2 separate regions of the Anas platyrhynchos genome follow, and region 1 is linked to region 2. The links are chromatin contacts, called in public Hi-C maps. All regions are on one chromosome and are shown on one strand. Each heading gives the region's core, a stretch centred on a gene start, on an enhancer-like site or on the middle of the called end of the contact. The rest is flanking DNA. Distances are from core to core; before and after follow the strand shown. Region 1 holds the start of LOC119717037 (a long non-coding RNA gene). Region 2 overlaps LOC101790603 (a long non-coding RNA gene).

What was found. A called contact is a pair of places that touch in the nucleus more often than the background predicts.
Region 1: a contact with region 2 is called in a Hi-C map of skeletal muscle, with 1.8 times the contacts expected there. The contact joins two enhancer-like sites. A contact is called at or near these places in 4 of 8 Hi-C or Micro-C datasets (F1 follicle, skeletal muscle, small yellow follicle and 1 more).

Annotation. Positions count from the first base shown.
Region 1 is chr5:55,807,177-55,813,056 of IASCAAS_PekinDuck_T2T, reverse strand. All of the region lies in intron 3 of SVIP (small VCP interacting protein), which reads left to right. LOC119717037 (a long non-coding RNA gene) reads right to left here and starts at 5,407. Exons shown (of 4, transcript XR_011809807.1): 1 at 5,022-5,407. Within about 2 kb of position 1,311, at least 1 of the 8 cell types and tissues checked has an H3K27ac peak or open chromatin away from gene starts, as enhancers often do.
Region 2 is chr5:55,528,660-55,534,787 of IASCAAS_PekinDuck_T2T, reverse strand. All of the region lies in intron 4 of LOC101790603 (a long non-coding RNA gene), which reads left to right. ANO5 (anoctamin 5) reads right to left here. Exons shown (of 21, transcript XM_038179109.2): 21 at 5,948-6,128. Among named protein-coding and RNA genes, the nearest start is that of SLC17A6, 15 kb to the left of the region's middle. Within about 2 kb of position 3,502, at least 2 of the 8 cell types and tissues checked have an H3K27ac peak or open chromatin away from gene starts, as enhancers often do.

The DNA.
Region 1 (5,880 bases), core at 62-2,561, 280 kb before region 2:
TTTCATTACCTCCTGAGACTTGCTCTTCTTGGCTCAGAGTTTACAGAATATCACTCAACTAATTACAGTAAATGCTTGAGGTTTCAACCATCTTTTTCTCTTTCTAAAAAAACGCAAAATGCTGCCCTATTTACTGATAAACTTGGTTGCTGCTATTGCTACCACTTTTCTAAATAAACTGTCCCAGAAAACTGGGTGAAAATTTAATGCAGGAGTTCTCCAGGGCAATAGCTGGATCCGTTTCTTGAAACACAAGCTTTGTAAGCAATTATCTCTTCCCCCTATTGCTGGATATGAGGGCATTCATAGCAGTGTAACTCTGTGGGTGGGAGTTCACATATCTGCTACCACTGGTGAGCTTTGTGTCCACCACTCACTGGATATAAACTGCATTAGACAAGGGAGTTGGTCGTCTTTGTACAACCCTGTGGTGTGGATATTTCCCCCTCCAGCTTCATATAAACCTGTGGTGCATTTTGTTGTTTTTTTCTTTAGTGGCAGGTTGGATAAAGAAGTATGACTTCTGGAGAGACGATTGATGTTTACTGCCAATAACTTGCCAGTTTCTGCAGCCGAGTGGCACTTACTCATCATGTGGCTTTAGCTGTTTGCGTATGAAGACTCAGCAGTACTTTGCCATTGCAGGAGGGCAGATGTGGAATTGTGTACTAAGAAAGTTAAGAGCTCAAGCCTCTGAACACTAGGTTTTGGCCAATTTTTGTTTTATGTGCATGTTTTATTGGTTCCCTCTCAAGGGAGTGAGATGAGTTTTCTCACATAGAAGTGACGTCTTGACCCTGTAGTCAGTCTGTGTGTACGTTATCTGGTCAGTGGGTACGTCTATGTTTATGGCCAGCTTAGGCAGAGTTCACATGCCCACGTGATGTTTAACACTCACTTTGAGCTCTACAATTAAACTTTTCTCCAACTCCTTATATAGAATGGAGTTCATAAATATGTATCTGGATATGTAGGTTACCACATTTCTTTTCAGTTTCCTAATAACTTGTGAACTGCTTAAGGATTTAGTGCCTTTAAAAAAAAAACAAACAACTAAAGCAGTTTCAATGATAGGCCCTCACAGACTGAAGCCTTTTGACACTGTATAATACACCTTTATAAACCCTCTATACTTACAGCAAGAAAGCTGTTTTATTGTGAGTCTAATAACAGTTCTCCTCACTTTCAGATGTGAATTTCTCTTCAACATATACGTATTTATAAGGAATACTGGAACATAAACACTACGTTAAAAATACCATTAATTCATTGTTTTGTTGCTTTTTCCTTTTAAACACAAGAGGGCAGTGCTGCACTTCAGATGATTTTGAAAAACACAAAACAGAAGACCCATTATGTCATCTCTTGGCCAGTTCATTTGCTGAAACTTCTGTACTATCTGGGTGGGTTTGTTACACTGCACTAACATTGGCCAAATGCCTGAAGCTCTGTCGCTTTTCTTCTGTATTCAGGAATGTCTGTAATTCCCTTCCCAAATGTGAAGCTGCCTTGGATTATTTAGAGCTACCTAAACTATGGCATAACTAGTGACCTCAAGCCCCTCTTTTCACAGACAAGGAAAGCTTGTTGCAGCATGATCAATGTTAAAAAGCTGGCCACTCTTTTCCCTGAAAAGCATTGTATTTGGCTCAGCATGTCATTGACCCTGTTTTGACCTATATTGGCTTTTTGCCTTCCCTGAACTAAATACTTGTTTTACCTTCCGAAATTGTGTCTCACATTGTCTTAGGAGCTCAGTCCTGACACAGGGAATTTCCTGGCTTAACCTTCATAATTGACTCAAGAAAGGAGACCTTACAATTCTAATATGATAGTGTTAGGGCTAAGAAGTTGTGTCCTTGGCAGATGATGAATACATGTAGTTTCCTTTGATTGTTTGCACTTGTTCTCTTCACTGTATTTAAAAAACATTACTATGACCAATTAATTCTAATGAAAATGCATTGAGATGTAATAAAGTACATAAAAAAAAAGTTTGCAATGTGAATTTCAATCCAACATCTGTCCCATTTTGTGTCCTACAGAGATACATAGATGGTACTTAGCACTGGGGCTCGTCATTTGGGATATTTCTAACTAACACATTTTACTTCTCGCCCTCCATCTTATTGCTCCCCCAAAACTGTAAGGGAAGATCAGCAAACTGACCTAACAGAGAGTCGGTACTTGAGCAGTGATTATGAAGATTTTCATGGAAACCAACATAATAACCTCATCAAGCAAATTGTGATTCCTGGACACCTGCTGAAGTTTCCTCTTTGACAAAGCAAGAGGTATTTGCAGTGTGAAGTTCTCATGCTAGTGTGCCATGACATGCTACCCACACTTGCTATAGACAGGGCAAGGTAAGCCTATTCTGCTCCAGGTAATATTATCTGGACCAGCAAAAATGCTCTACATTTATTTTAAAATTACCACGCTGGCTGAACATAAACACCACTTGTAATTGATTCCTGTTCCAGCCAACACAACTGGCTTACTTGTGGCTCTTGGCCTGGCAATGTTCCTGGAAGGTGGGAATAAACAAAAATCAGATCACCTCTGATTGAGTGGGCCTTGTGTTTAAAGGAGGTTTTGCAACCCAGAATTACCACAGAAGCAAATCTTGCTTCTTTGTCCAACCCTTCACTAAATAGGAGATACGTCCACACTTCTTAAGTGACCTGGTTTTGAACATGAAATATATTCCTACAGCAAAGAAACACTTCAGAGGATTTGGGGTGCTGTTATTCTGTATTACAAGTCACCAAGTGATAAAGCTGTTTTTAAAAAAGCTTTCTGTACCATCCTGGCTTGATTGTTTGGACGATCACAGCCTGAACCTAAACTGGGAAATGATTTGGGTGAATAAAAACACTTCTTGTTTTCCTAAGTTTTCTGATAACGTTAATACCAGATCAGAATGAAAGCAAGACATACTGCAGTTCAGTAGCATACAATTTATCGTTGCCTGCAGAGTGCTATTAGGTGGTAAAGCCAACAGCTACATAGATTCAAGCTGCTCCCTACTTGGAGAAACAGATACCACCCCTCTTTGTTACCACTTTGTGCTGCACTAAGTAGCTATTAAACTCAATAGGAATTTGGTCCTTATTTCCTCCATTCCTATCAGTTCACTTCCCCTCAGAAACTGTTCAAAAACATTCAGATGAGTTAGGTGGTTGATACTGCGTTTGATTTACAGCACTATGACCACACCTCTTCCACCTACCTTCTGAAAGCATTTTTAGTTTCTTGCAAAACGCTTGGGGAAAAAAAAAAAAATCTGGCAGCCAGAAAACCATGCTCCTGAACTGACATCAAAGGGCTGAAACTGAGTGACAGGATAGTCTTGCAGCAATAGTTACAGAATGAAACCATCTGCTACTGTGTACTGTCAAGATACACTGATTCCAGGCAGAGATTGGGGCAGGACTTGCTGAGTTTTGGGAGGACACAGAAGCTACGGCACCGCAAGGGTAGGTAGGTAGCACCACTGGGAGCCCTTAGCCAAACAGATGGCTTCAGCATGTGGTTTGGGCACCCTGACAGATTCAATCATGGAGACAAAGCTCATCAGGTACGAGTGGTGCCAGCAGCTGGACTGGGATGGAAAAACCTCTCCAGCCCCATAAAATTTTGCGTGATCCTAAAGGTCTGTTTTACCTTACTTCAAACTCCAGTATACCCACAGGCTAAGAAAGTAGGAGACAAAGCAAAGAAAAGGCCCTTGGCTTCCTTCCCAGTCAGCAGCCAACAAGGCAGTACACAATATAAGCCCCAGAAGAATCAAACCTCCATAAGCATCTCTAGCAGATGCTGCTGTAACACTGTGCTGTGGCAAACAGCTCATCTCACTGATCTAAAATGAACACATATAATGTATTCAGTGTTGCGTCTTCAGTTATAAGAAGCTTGCTATACCTTCCCACACATATATTCACACCTCACTCTTTCACTCATCCCCACCAAGAGCCCTTGAGCTGGTTACCATAGAATTTCTCTCTCTTAAGTTGCTGTTGGTTGGGGGGGGACAGGGAGGGGAGTCAGTAATGCAAATGAAGGCTCAATTATCACTACAATAAAGATAAGGTAAAGTACTGTTCCCACTCAATTATATAAATACATCTGCTTGGGGAAAAAAAAAAAAAAAGACAAATAGAATATGAACAGCAATGTAACATAAGGTATGTTCTACAATAAGCATTAACAGGTGTTACAATTAACATTTCCAAATTATTTCTGAATTGTTTCCAGAATTATGATGTTTATTTAACGTTATATGATAATAGTTTTTAAAAGCCATCTTATGCCAATTACCATCTTGAGTTTTACCACCATTATTTATTTATTCACAGCTAAGAAGTGTTTCTGTGTTGGCTTCTACATGACCCAACTCACACTTCAAGAAGAGGCTCTGGTGCAGCTCAGAGTAGCTCAGCTTTGTAAGACTTTCAGCCTCCCTGACACTCACGCTCCACAGAGTTACATGATGACAAGTTGAGCTAAAGCCACTACGTGGTCCCCTTCTTCACTGTCAGCCTCCATTGATGTGTCAACATTTCATCTTTTCATTATTCACTGTTGTAACAAGGAACTATTTCAGAGTCTCAACAGACCTTGCTTAGGATACAAAACAACATTTGCACATCTGATACACTGCAGGCCAGAGCATCCACTAGTACTCTGATATTCAGTTCAGCCTCCTAGGAATCTATGCAAGATACCTTACTAGCCACACACCATGCCATAGAAATTTTAAGTATCATCCAGAATAACTGATGACCAACTTCGTTTCCCCTCCACAGACAACGTTTTTCAAACAGCCCGTTCTGTTTCCATACTAGCAAACAACAAGAAGCGCTCTAACTCCTTCAGCAAGATGTGGGTGCTCAGCTTTAGCTTTGTAACGTGAATTTCAGACTCCTAACTCCTCAGAAATATAAATAAATAAATATCCAATGTTGCTTCAGAGCTCAGTACAATAACAAGACACCACTTAACTAAAGAACTACACTTACCTTCCAAATACGATATCTCCAGCCCCTCTTTCCAAAAGAAGTTAAATTACTGCAGGATTTTTTTTATTGATTCTCCTGCTTTAACTTCCTTCTCCTTGCATCATACCTATCCCAGGTGTATCAAATAGCAGAAGCCCCACCTGAAAACGTTTTAGTCCAGTTAGGTGGCAGCAGGCAGTACTTTAAAAAAAATAAAAAAAAATAAAATAATCCTTTATAGGGCTCCTATTATACTATCAAATAGGCTGAAGTTTTAAGTCAAGTAGTACTTCAATGTGATTTTAGGATGCTTGAGTACAAATGCGTACCCTAGTTTATTATTTATTTATTTATTAAATTTTAAATCTTGGTTTGCATTTACTGGCATTATTTGTTGATGCTTAATGTTAAAATAAATCTAAGTATCACTTAAATATATAAAATTGTAAATGTTCTTAATCTATTAACATATATCTTCCAATACTGTGCACCAAGCAACTGTGTAATTGCTAGTATTTAGCAGGTATTTATAGGTAGTAAGGTAGGATAGTTCTATTGATGTGTGATAAAAAGTGGTGGTTTTAGTAAGGCATTGAGCATGAGGGAACAAGGTCTTGAGCCTGTCTTGCTGTAGCCAATAGAAATCTTGCCTTTAATTTTTAAGACCACAGGAGCAGATCATACAGGTATTTATTAAAATTAAAAAGTACAGAAAAATAGCAATTGATACTTTAAAACAAAACAACCTTCAGGAACACTTTTGATTCTGTTCTTTCCCTGCAAAGGCAGAAAGTTAAACAAAATCCAAGTATTTTCTGTGCTATCTGTCGTAAGTAAATGTTTGCACCACCATTTGCTGTTTATCTTATTATTAGGTTAG
Region 2 (6,128 bases), core at 2,253-4,752:
TTGTGCCCAGGAATGAGTCAGGTCCCTGGAAACAAGAGATGCATGAGTAAATCACTGGTGAGCGGTGGTGTATCCAGGAGAAGGGGGGCTGCTCTTTGCACAGGGAGGTGTGGGGTTACGCTGGATGGACGTCTGAAGCAGAGTTTACCCTTGCACTGGAAGTGAAGCAAATGCTCCAAATGCTTTCTTTGCATTTAATTTCTTCCAGCTGCAAAAGGAAGCCCACTTTTCCCTCCCCCTCAGAATCAACCTCTTGGATGCCCCATTTCAGTTCCTGTCTTAACTGCTAATAAAATTGGCTCCGCTCTCCTAGGCAGGGGAGACTTGCTGACAGACTAGTACTTACATTTAAAGGCTTATACACATCTGAGTATTAACAAGTGTCCATGTTTCTTTACGTGGTCTGGCTTCAAGCCTGTTTCTTGACTCAGTTTTTCTGTCTTCTCCAGTTGCTGAGCCATTATACCTCCATTTATTCACCCTCCCCTATTTGAAAATAAGGTTGTTAATAAGGACTTCATAGTTCCTTGCTAAAATCAGTTCCCTGTAAAGTTCAGCAGATAACTTTAGCGCTTGGAACTTACAGAAAAAGTACAAAGCAGGTTTCTTTCTGTGTTGATTTCCTCCATGTGTGTCACCTCCTTGAACTCCAGTCAGAGTAGTGACCCCATTAACGGTATTATTTTACCAGGGAGAGTATGTTCATTTGATGAAGAAGCTGAATGTTGTTCATTGATACATGGCAGCTTGGCACATTATGGCATCCTCTAATTAAAGCATGAGTCATCATGACAGGCTCGTTGTAGCCACAGAATAATTTGCTATTTTGACGAGTGCCCAACAACAATGTAATGAAAAAGCATTGAGCAGCTTAGTGCTGTACCATGAAACACACAGGATCTCGTTGTTCCCTCTCTCAGAGCAGGAGATTTTTCTATTTATAAATCTTTGTGAAAAATCCCTTTATGATGGTGTAACAGACTGTTCCATTAAAAATGAAAGAAAAGAAAAAAAAAAAAAAAAAAGTAGAGTGCTGGAAGGTTTGCTTTTTCCCAGGAGAACACCCCAGACACACCCCGCAGGATGATCTGTCATTGTTCTTTAGCCTGAACCTGCACACGCCAGTGGATTGAAGTGGCAGGAAACATCATTAACAAAGGGTGCTTTGAGTTCTTGGCCAAGACACAAGGAATATTTCTTGAAATGTTCATGCAGTTTGGGATCCTGACACACACACCTCACACTCTGCAGCATCTTGGGAGGATGCTCTGGAGGCACATGAATTGCATTTCTATTTGGGAGCCAGAAGCCCATGCAAGGAAGACTGTTAGCAGATGAATTGAAGTGTGACCTGGCACCTAGGATTCGGTGTCTGCTAGTACTGCCACTTCTGAGGAAGCCAAAAAAGCTGTCATGATACAGAAGCAATGCTATGTGAAAGGGGAAAGCAGGGAATCCTTCCTGATCGTAATACACTCACTTGTAGCTTGCTTACAGCAGCACAAAGTCTAGACACCTTGCAGCATGGAAATGCTGGTACTGCTGGTGGTCACAAAAATAACAGTTGCCATTATATACACAGTGAGCTGCATTTATGTAAATCTCTTGGCCCACCTACTCCAGCTCCTTTTTTAAATCTGGATTTCATAGTGAAATTTTGAATTCTTGGCCACATTGGAAAATGGTAGCAAAATTTTCATCAGTACAGATGGACTCAGGATTTTAGCTGAAGAATAAATAATATAGGGACCACAACCAGAAAAGAGGCTCAACCTTACCATGATTGTTTGCTGTCACTCTGCTAATAGGATAACGTCAACAGAAGTGTTTATTCAAGAGAACCCAAGAGCAAGAACATCTGTTGTGATGAGACTCTAGCAAGGCAGAGAATCCAGCCTTCCGTTTTTCATACTAAAATGTTCTCTTTGGAGTACTTCTATTCCTCCTCTTGAAACATTAAAAGAGCCACCTAGAATGCAGCCCATGCTTCTTGAACATAGGCCTCCTGTTACACTGCTGCAAGAACTATTTGAGACAAATTAGTAAAAGCCATCAGCACAAGGGATGCATGTGGCCAGGGGCAATCTGATACAGAACTTTTCCACTGTTGGTTTTCATTGCTGGAGATGGTATGGTCCAGATTCCTAGCCACATCAAGCATTTCAAATACACTCTGGCATTGAAAGAACACTGTGGCAGTGTTTAAAAGGCTCGTTTACGTAATGTCTCTTGACTAGAGTAGTTCTGCTGTCCCCTACATCATTCAGGTTGAAAACACTCTGCTAAATTCCCTCTCCATCTGGCTGTAAAATGGCAGGCCACTGGGAACACCAGCTGCTTCTTGCACTGCTTTGTTCTAGCAAGCAGCGCTCCGGCTGCAATGCCTACAGACAGTTATGGTGGGAGGCTGGAAGGAACACCTGGAACAGAGCAGGGACATTTGAAAATCACAGCAAGACAATATTGTTCTTGTTTTTGTACTTCCCCCCCCCCCCCCCTCCTATTGTCTGTCCATGCATCACACTGAGGCCGTGTAAATGAGCTCCAGGAGAAGGAAAGCTCTAGTGAGGAGCGATGCTTCTGTGTTACAGCCAGCTGAGCGACCCACAGTGGTGTTTCACTGAGGTTACTTCAGATGTGCACCCATGTGAACAGCACCAGAAGGCAGGGTTTTGTTTATGGTGTGGGGGTAGAATGCCCGTGTTATGGAAAGTGAGGGCTCACAGCGCACCACTGGAGCGTGGGCTGTGTAGGCGTTAGGGTGTAAACAGCTTAACACAGATGGCTGGAAAAAACGTATACTGTGATAGTTCTCATAGATTTCATCCATTCTTACAGTAGCATGTAAGTAGAAACAGGTTTTGTATGTATTTGCAGCTTGTTTTGTCATCATTGGACTTGTAGATCTAATTAATTCTTTAGCTGCTCTGCTCCTATAGCAAACCAGCTTTATAACTTGACTGTCCCACCTTTTGTTGTTTGGCCTTTAAACACAGCGATTTAAACCTGGCTGGCTAAAGGTGTCATTCAGAGAAGTTGATATTTCAAGTTAACTCCATGGTCTTTTACAGCCATAGCCTTTGGGCTACACACATTTATATCAGAGCCTGATACCAAGAGAACAATGATCGTCCTGAAAAGAGCCATCGTGCAGGCAAACATTACCATTTAAGAAAGAGAACCGTGCTTTTAGTTTAATACCTTCATTACAGTCTACAACGATTCAGATTAAATTACGTAATATATTAAAAAGCCACCTGAGTTTAAATCTCTCTATTTCTACTTAGGCTAGATAGATATGCAACATTTGACCACAGAATTACTGAGGTTTCTATTCATTTCTGGCAGCAACCGTTCAGTTAATGCACAGGATTGCTAAGTAATAGCTGTGGGCCTTTGGACCATCAAATGAGAAAGCTCAGTCAGGCAGCAGTTCGAACACAAACGTGTTTCTGACTAGTTAACAGCATTGCTGAGGAATTAAGGAAGAGTCATACACTTACTAAATGTTTTAGGTTGACTCATTTCTGACTGAGAAAGCATAGTCACTGGTTGCTGCAGGGGAATGTGCATATGTGCCTTCCAAAAATTGATATGGCTGCTGAATTTCACATCCTACTCAGCTCCCAGCAGATTTCTCAGTACACATGCTTATGTAAAAAAAAAAAAAAAAAAAAAAAAAAAAAAAACGCAAAAAACTTCCTGAGCTGCATCTGAATGATGTAAGTGTTGGGTAGGGACAAGTGATTATTTAAAACCAGAACAAGATTTAATTTAGCTCTTCCTTTTTAAGGATGCCTTTAAAGACTGCTGCAGAATTGTGACGACCCTGAGTAGGCAGAAGGACAGACAAGAAACGATATCTGTGACTGAATGACGTTACATTACAAAGTTATTTCCAGAATATTTGAATCATTGATATAGTAATGATCATTTTTTCTCCTTTACTGCTTCCCCTCTGTATAGGGAAGTAGGGAAGGAAGCGTTTTGATGCATTAGTCCTTTGTTCAGGCTGCATTAGCCCTCTTAATCCCATCTCTTTGCCATACCAGAGGTTTGGGACCCCCACCCCCTGCCCAGCTTTGTTTAGTAGCCTCTTTAACTTGTGCTTTAGTTACATCTGGGACTTCAGCTTGCAGGAGTTGCCAGTGGTAGAGTTATGCTGACCTGAAGGTATTTTCACTGTCACATCTAAGAGACTATTTTCAGAAATGTAGTTTTTGTTTTTGTTTTTAAAAATTTTTGAACAATCTGAGGCATGTTAGACAAGGTATTTTAAGTGTTGCAAAGCCCATGCATTTGAAACAGACATGAAATGTGCAGATTTCAAATTTTGGGATACTATTTCTTCCCAGGCTTTCTGTTTGTTTTTCTAATAATCTACTGGTGAAGGGGGTTGCTTATATAGTCCTACAAGAGCAGAAATATGCAGCATACAAAATAGACAAATGCCTGTGTTCAAAACGTTTCTTCCATTTCAGTACTCTCTACCATTTTTTGCATAGCATAAATAGGGACTTATTTTTAGAAAAACCATTTAATATGTGTAGCTGACGATACTGAGCAAATTAAATGCCGCCAACCACCAAACACTGCTGTTAGTACAAGAGAAATGACGTTAAGACTTCATAAGGGTAACTACAATTTTTGATCATGGAGACAAACAGGTATGTTACAGGATTTGTGGGTATCTGACAAATTTTCATGCCATTCTTATAAAATATAATTGTTTCTGGATGAAATCATATTCCCAATTAAATATCCTTACCCATTTGCCACAGGTTTCAGTGTGGACAAAGAGCCCATCTCCAAGAGCAAATATTGAATTTGCCTGAAAGCTTTTAACATTTCTATAATGCACAAATATCCCCTATGTCCCGCAGAGCAACAGCACCTCCCTTGATCTTTTTATTTCTATTCACTGTTTTCTTTTCCCATCTGTATTAATTATTCCTATTGATACCTAATTAAGTAACCTATCCCACCTCAGTAACAAACAATGGCAATAGCATAATATGTAATTACACCTTGCCTTTTTTTTTTTAGTGCAGATGAAATCGTTTTGTTCATCTCATGCATTTCTTTCATGTGATTATCTTAAATTATTATTTTAAAGTTCAAAAGAAAGCAACTATGTCTGGAGGGTGGTGTTGCCAGTTTTGATAATGGGGTTAACAAGTTCCAGTGTTAACTAGTGATGGCAAGTGATTCATTGTGATTTAACCCCAAGTCCCACACCAGTGCCACAATTAAAGTTTTAAAACATGTAGAGTTATCTATGAACATTAAGACCAATCGCTTGAAAAAATCTTGAGCTCTATTGTATTCTCCAGTATACATCCTCCAAGCTATCTAAGCACATGTGTGAACCACTCACACTGTGCGTGAAAAATGTGTGCGTGACTGAGAGCTTGAGAGGTCACCTCACGTCCTGATACCAGAAAAATAAAAACTGTATCCAAAGAATAAAGGAAAAAGCAGCCTGGATGAAAAATGAATCTAGGTTACCATGCTGTTTGTACCATACCTTAAGGAAGATGCAAGTACTCGATCTTGTTCACTGAATTGTGGCCTTCTAACAAAGAATTTGGGAAGCTACAATCACTCATGAGGTAGCTATCATATACGCATGCTATCTCAGCTGATGTGCACTGCTTACAATATATGCAGAACTTAGAACACATTTCCCTTGGTAATTAGTTTCTTAACAGAATGTACAGTTGGAACATGATAACCAGATGTAGGCTTTCTTACCCACTTTTTATTTTTATTTTTTTTTTACTCAGACCACTGCAGGAAACCTGTACGCAGCATCCAAGTATCCTGCAATGAGTTGAACAAATCTTTATGAATACTTTTCTCCAGAAGGCTCTCAGGGCATTTAACTTGCTGAATTCTTGATTTTTTTTAAAAAACAAAACAAAAACACCCCCAAGTTGACAGCATATTAAAAATAAACACAGCTTTATTTGCAAGGTTTAAATCTTATTAAATGTACATATATAAGTTAGCCGAATGCAATGTTTAAAAAATTATCCCGACATTAGTGTATCATATATCGGCAACATACTTTGACAGAAATGCCACTCTGATTACATGACGGTACAAGTTAAAACAAGCAGTACACA